Linked DNA regions of Mus musculus: region 2 is linked to region 1. Evidence: chromatin contacts called from public Hi-C data. All regions are on one chromosome and are shown on one strand. Each heading gives the region's core, a stretch centred on a gene start, on an enhancer-like site or on the middle of the called end of the contact. The rest is flanking DNA. Distances are from core to core; before and after follow the strand shown. Region 1 overlaps Man1c1 (mannosidase, alpha, class 1C, member 1). Region 2 has its middle 5.3 kb from the start of Ldlrap1.

Region 1 (2,968 bases), core at 138-2,637:
CTGAACCTGTTTTCCTTCTCTGCCTTTGCATACAAACATAGAGTGATGGGTTTTGCTGGTAAGCTCTTGGCTAATGGTCAGCAACTGGTTCTAGAACCAAGAGGAAGGCGTCTGGTGATTCCTTGCCCTCAGTCCAACCATTTGCACTTATGTCCCAAATCAGGGTGGCACAGATGCCAGCCCATCTAGTCAGTTTGCCCGTTGCCCAAAGCAGGCAGACATTGAACTGCACGGTCAGATCTGGTTCCACAAAGGTTGGGATAGTGTCAGATGAGAAACAGAAATGGGAGTCAGCAGGTGTGGGATGGTAGACGGAGCCGGGTGAAGTGGGTGTTACCAGGGACAAATGACAGACACCCCCCCCCACACCCCCAGCTGCAGGGTGGCCAAGGCAGGTTGATACAGTATTTCTGCTTTTTATCAAAATGGGTGATGAAGTCATGGGGTACCTGAGGGGAAGGTGTGTTCACAGAGGGTGCCATGGCTGAACACAGTGGATTCGGAGGTTAGGCTAGGGGAACCTGTTGACAGAGCAGGGCTGTTCAGCTAAGGGGACAGGAGTGTTGGGTCCTTGAGGGGAGTGTGTGTGTGTGTGTAAGATGCTTTTTGACTCGGGTACTAGGGGAGAACATATTGGACGGGTTCTGGAAGGACTTGTGACATTCTGCAGTTGATGGGGCTGTCCAGAAAGGTGGTGAACCCCACATCACTGGGGGTATTCAAGTAGAGGTAGCTTAATGTTCTACTTAGGAACATGGGTGAGACAGGAAGTAGCCTGAGTGACCTCCTTTAGGATCTTAGGATTACATCATGCCTTTGGACAAGGTCCCCTTGTATGCACCTGTCTGACCAAGCGTTTGGGACCCAGCGGACTCCTCTAAACAGCCCTTGCTCAGTGGCTGGTTCCCACCTGTATCATGGAGTCCACATAGGAAAACTAGCCCTGGCCATGGGTGAAGCTGAGGGGCTAGGTTTCCTATTTGTTCTTTTATTCAGTGCTTCAGCAGATATTTAACAAGTCTCTTCCATGTGCCGGTGCCAGAGGGCATTTAGGTGTGCCACATGGATAGGGGCTGTGGGGCTGATTTGATGCCAGTGGGAAAACCCTTGATCCCGGGCACCAGGGTATCTTTTTGCTTGTTTGTTTTTTTGAGGCATGATCGCATGCAGCCCAGACTGGCCTCTATCACACTACATAACCAGGTGATATGGAACTGGAGCATGCACCACCTCAGGCGGGGCTGGGACTGACGACTCCCTGCACACACACATCCTTCAGCTGGGGCCTGAAGGAGGATGAGCAGCTGGTAGGGGGAGAGGGTGGGGCTGCTGGGAGAGCCTTGCCTCCACGTGCAGCTCAAACACGAGCCCACGCCCAGGCCTACGCCCAGGCCTAGCAGGCGCTTGCTAGGTGTGTGCGCGCTTGTCTAGTGCCCAGGCATCTTAGTGGGAGGGAGGGGTGGCTCGTGCGTGTTTGAGGGTTTGCACATAGAGGCAGTTGCGTGCCTTCCTGGTCCAGCTCGGGGTGACACGAGGATCATTTGTGCCTTTGGCCACCTTTGTCCTCCTCCACTGATACAGCTGGCAGGTCACGGCCTGGAGGGGACGGCTCTGAATATACACCTGTGATCCTCATAACTCGTGAACACTCATTTCTTTCTAAGTAGGGGTTGGTTCAGGGTGGGGCGCAGCAGCCTACACAGCTCTGCTGTGTGGTTTATGTTCTGAGATCTTGTGGCTGCTGCCTACCCTACTGCCAACTTCAGTGGCAGCGGGGGCGGGGGCAGGGGGTGCATAGGAAAGAGGGAGGGAGGGAGGGACTCCATTCTTTCTCCACGCGCATACCCCGCAATTATTCTCCGTTATTGCCAATTGGAGATAAGTAGAAAATAACAGAGGAGTGGGGGCAGGCCTCCAGGCCCGTGCCGAGCTCTTGCCACACAGTGCCACGATGCTGGCATGAGCCGTGGAGCAGGGAGCTGCACAGCGGCTATGGATGATGGGGGCCTGCTGCTCTGGGTGACAGACGCAGTCCAGTCTGGCTAGCTGTGCTATCCTTCTCACTTTCCTGGAACCTCCGTGCCATCATTTGGGACACTGTGCTAGAGCATCCTGCCAGTCAGAGTCCATGCCGTGCTCCCATGAAGTCACTCCCCTGTAGATGTCGGTCACAGCAGCAATGATTACCAGAAGAGATGGCTTTTAAGCCTGGGCACCAGGGAAAAGGCTGACTACTGGGAACATGGGGAAGGAGGTGGGATTGTCTCAGAGGCAGGCGCTGCTGGAGGAAACACAGGACAGAGTAAACCAAGGCATGGCAGTGTTTGGAAACACTGACAAATGGGAACCGGCAAGAACGGGTTGAAGGGTTGTAGTGGCTCAACTGGGCATGCTCACTTAATGTGCAGGGTGCCCTGCTCCCAGCCCAGAGCCACATGAGAGGTGCAGACAGGAGTGCCAGAGGTTTAAGATTATCTTTGGCAGCAGAGTGAGCTAACGGGCTACCTGAGACCCTGTCTCAAAAAACAAGCAAGTCCCATTCCACCCCACTGTCACTCCAGAGTTCCACCCCTGCGACCCTCTTCCTGCACCCTGCCTTACAGAAGTGAAAGGGACAGAGTGTAAAAACAAATGAGGGTGACTGTGGGGATTCGGGAGCAGGGTGAGCAGATTGTCACCATGTCCCTCAGCCTCTAGGCTGAGTGCAGCTAGGGACTAGTAGCCCGGAGGAGCCTTTATGTTGAGACTCCGGCACAAACAGAGTGACTGTCCTCAGATACGCCGATAGTATGTACCATGACCTGGGCTGGGTTGTCAGGGAAACTGAGGCAAGGCAGGTATAGTGTCTGGCCTCAATGAGCTTCTGGCCCACAGCCATACAGAGAACCAATGACAGTGACCAGCGAGGGCCCAAAGAGCCCAGGGTGCCTAGCTCAGCACAGTCCATAGTCTTTAGGGGACAGACCTG
Region 2 (2,968 bases), core at 311-2,810, 130 kb before region 1:
GTCTGGAGCTGCCTGGCTGGCCAGTCTAGGCAGATCAGTGAACTCCAGGCTCAGGGAGAGAGTTCGTCTCAAAAAATGAGGTGGAGGTCTGAAGAGACGGCTTATGGAATAAGGACACTTGCAGCCAAGCCCAAAGATCTGAGTTCAAACCCCAGGACCCCATGGTGGGAGGAGAGAGCCAACTCCTCTATACACTCACCTATCTCCACACATAAAATAATAAAATAATAAATAAATAAATAAAGTTTTTGAGAAATTGATGAAGACCCCTGAAGTCAACCATGTGAACACACAAACACAAAAAAGTTTTTTGTTTTTTGTTTTTTTTTTAGCCATTTTTGCTCTGTAACTTGAATGTGTAGTTCTTGAGCACAAACTCTGAAACTACAGCCCTGACGCAGTGGCCTGGGGACTTTGCAAATGTGGAGAGTTCCTAGAAATCAGGCTGTAGATCTAGGGAGAGAGCATGCAAGGTCTCAGAGGCCTTCCGTCCTGTGCTGCCGCCAGCCATCTGTGGAGAAGGCGTGGGCTGTGAGATCATTCTAGCTGGGCTTGGTCGTGCACACTTAGTAGTGCTAGAAAGACAGAGGCAGGAGGATCTGTGTGAGTTCAAGGCTAGCCTGGTCTACATAGAGAGTTCCAGGACAACCAGTGTTACGTAAAGAGACCCACTTTCAAAACAAAACCAGAAACAACAACCAAAAAATGAAACAAAAACAAAAACAAAAAAAGGAAAGAAAGAAAGAATGCTTCCAATTTATCGTAGATGGATTTTTTTTTTAAACTTTATTTTCTGTGCATTGGTGTTTTGCCTGTATCTGTGTCTATATGAGAATGTCAGATCTTGGAGTTACAGATGATTGTGAGCTGCCATGTGGATGCTGGAATTTGAACCTGGGTCCTCTGGATTCAAATTCCAGCCCCATAGATGGATATTTTTTTAAAATACAAGGAAAATTAATTGGGGGGAGAACCCCCCCAGCTTAATGTCTTTATTATGAGATTTGGTATGCATCAAATCCTCCCCACCTGTTCACAGGTCACAGGTCGTCCTTACCTCCCCCCCCGCCCCCCCCCCCGCACCCTTCCCCCCTCCGGCTCGATTCTCAGGTGTACAGGGCTCTCCTGATCAGAGCCATGTGCTTAGAACAGCTTCCTTAGCCTAGGCAAAGACCATGCTCAGAGGAGGCAGGTGGCCTGCCCAAGGTCACACAGCTGGTGACAGCTGGTGAGGGAGGGGGCTGAACCCCAAAGCCTTGCTGAGCTCTGGAGGCCTGAACCTTGCTTTTTCTCTTCCTCTTTTGCAGAAGGTCAAGGGCCCTGCAGATGGCAAGGGCTGGTGTGTGTCTGTGTGTGTGTGTGTGTGTGTGTGTGTGTGTGTGTGTGTGTGTGTGTGTGTGATGTGGTCTGGGTTTGTGGAATGAGGTGTATGTGTGTGGTATGTGTGGTGTGTATGTATGGGGTGTGTGTGTGCATGTGTGGCAAGGGCAGGGTGTGTGGTATGTGGCATGTGTGTGTGGTGTGTGGGTAGGTGTTGGAGCCAATTTAAGACAAGCCAGGACCTGCTTGCTCAGTGTTCTTCTGTAAGGGGGTGGCAGAGGCAGGCAGCCTCTGGTCTCCTGACACCAGCCAGTGCTCAGAGGCCTCCAGGGAGGGGCAGAGAAGGAGGGCAGGAAGAGGCAGGGGACTCATCAGTGGCTGGCAATTACACAGTGCTTTGTCATTCTTAATTAGCTCAGTGGCTCTGCAGACTGCTATCTCCCAGGGCTATCCACACTGGTCTGGAAGGAGATGGCTGCAGGGTTCACTGGGGACAGCAGGCGGGGTGGGCAGGACTCCTTGGAAGCACCTCTCTAGATCCCCCAGACCCTGACGTTCCTCCAGCGGCAGAGAGCCCCCATCTATGAGATACATCGGAGACTAGAAAAACAGGAAGCATGCCCTTGGCTGGATTCTGGGCACCTCCTGCTGCTCCCTGGCAGCTCCACAGGACCCTGGGAACATGAGGACTTCCAGTCTCCTACTGGAGACCTGCTCAACTGTTGTTGGGAACTGCCCACAGGCTCAGAGTCACTACAAACTTAAGATGGCCACTGGGCTGTTGGCTGGGCACTTTCTTCACGCCAGGCACTGGCTGACCACTCACAATGCATGAACCCCAAAAGCCTCTCAAAGCCCTCAAAGGTGGCCCTGAGCCCATTGTACAGACAGGAAAACTGGGGCATCAATTAGATTGGAAGACACATACATAAATGGAGAATTTGGTTGCAGAGACCAGGCATGTAGAACTCCAAAGTCTGTGCATATGTGTATGTGTGTGCAAGCATGTATAAATGTGTATGTCTACACATGTGTGCATGTGTTAGGGTAAGAAAAGAGGTATAAGTAGCTAAGGTTTGGGTACGGAAGAGGCCACTTAGATCCTGTCGCGTGAGTGAGGAAGCCAGGAAAGTCTGGAACTTTCTAGAAAAGAAAGCATTGTAAGCAGGGAGAGTGGGCCAGATGAGCAGGTTAGCAAGCAGGTTAAAGGTCAGGACTGTGTAAGGACCTGTTCCTTCATGACTGCTGGCTCTCCCATCTTTCAGATTCCCTCAGGGCGGCTGGTCTCCACTAAAGCAGCAGAACTCTGGTAGTCAAGGTGAGGCCACCCTCCCTGCTCAAGACTCAGGCTAATTCCAGTCTCCAGAGCACTCCTTCCCCAAAGCCACAAGAGCCCTCCATTTCATCTCCATCCTCCATGCGGCAAGGAGGGAGGATTTAGTGTGCACACGGGTATTACACAGACAGCTAACACAGACAGGCAGGGCACAATTGGTATACCCCACAATTCCATGAGGTGTGATTCCCCACTTCCTCCATCTCTGTGTGTGGCTTAGAAAGAGCCGACATAGCCGGGCGTGGTGGCGCACGTCTTTAATCCCAGCACTCGGGAGGCAGAGGCAGGGGGATTTCTGAGTTCGAGGCGAGC

Evidence for each region. Hi-C and Micro-C count contacts between places; a contact is called where the count stands out from the background.
Region 2: a Hi-C map of CD8 T cells shows a contact between it and region 1, with 1.6 times the contacts expected there. The contact joins two enhancer-like sites. A contact is called at or near these places in 2 of 39 promoter capture datasets (the 3T3-L1 cell line and second pharyngeal arch cranial neural crest), 3 of 484 Hi-C or Micro-C datasets (CD8 T cells, muscle stem cells and nephron progenitors) and 2 of 115 datasets of contacts at active chromatin or transcription factors (embryonic stem cells and microglia).

What each region holds. Positions count from the first base shown.
Region 1 is chr4:134,640,775-134,643,742 of GRCm38.p6, reverse strand. All of the region lies in intron 1 of Man1c1 (mannosidase, alpha, class 1C, member 1), which reads left to right. Among named protein-coding and RNA genes, the nearest start is that of Gm42326, 50 kb to the right of the region's middle. Within about 2 kb of position 1,387, at least 39 of the 459 cell types and tissues checked have an H3K27ac peak or open chromatin away from gene starts, as enhancers often do. A contact at or near this core is called in CD8 T cells, where this site is marked.
Region 2 is chr4:134,771,848-134,774,815 of GRCm38.p6, reverse strand. No RefSeq gene overlaps it. Among named protein-coding and RNA genes, the nearest start is that of Ldlrap1, 5.3 kb to the right of the region's middle. Within about 2 kb of position 1,560, at least 62 of the 459 cell types and tissues checked have an H3K27ac peak or open chromatin away from gene starts, as enhancers often do. A contact at or near this core is called in CD8 T cells, where this site is marked.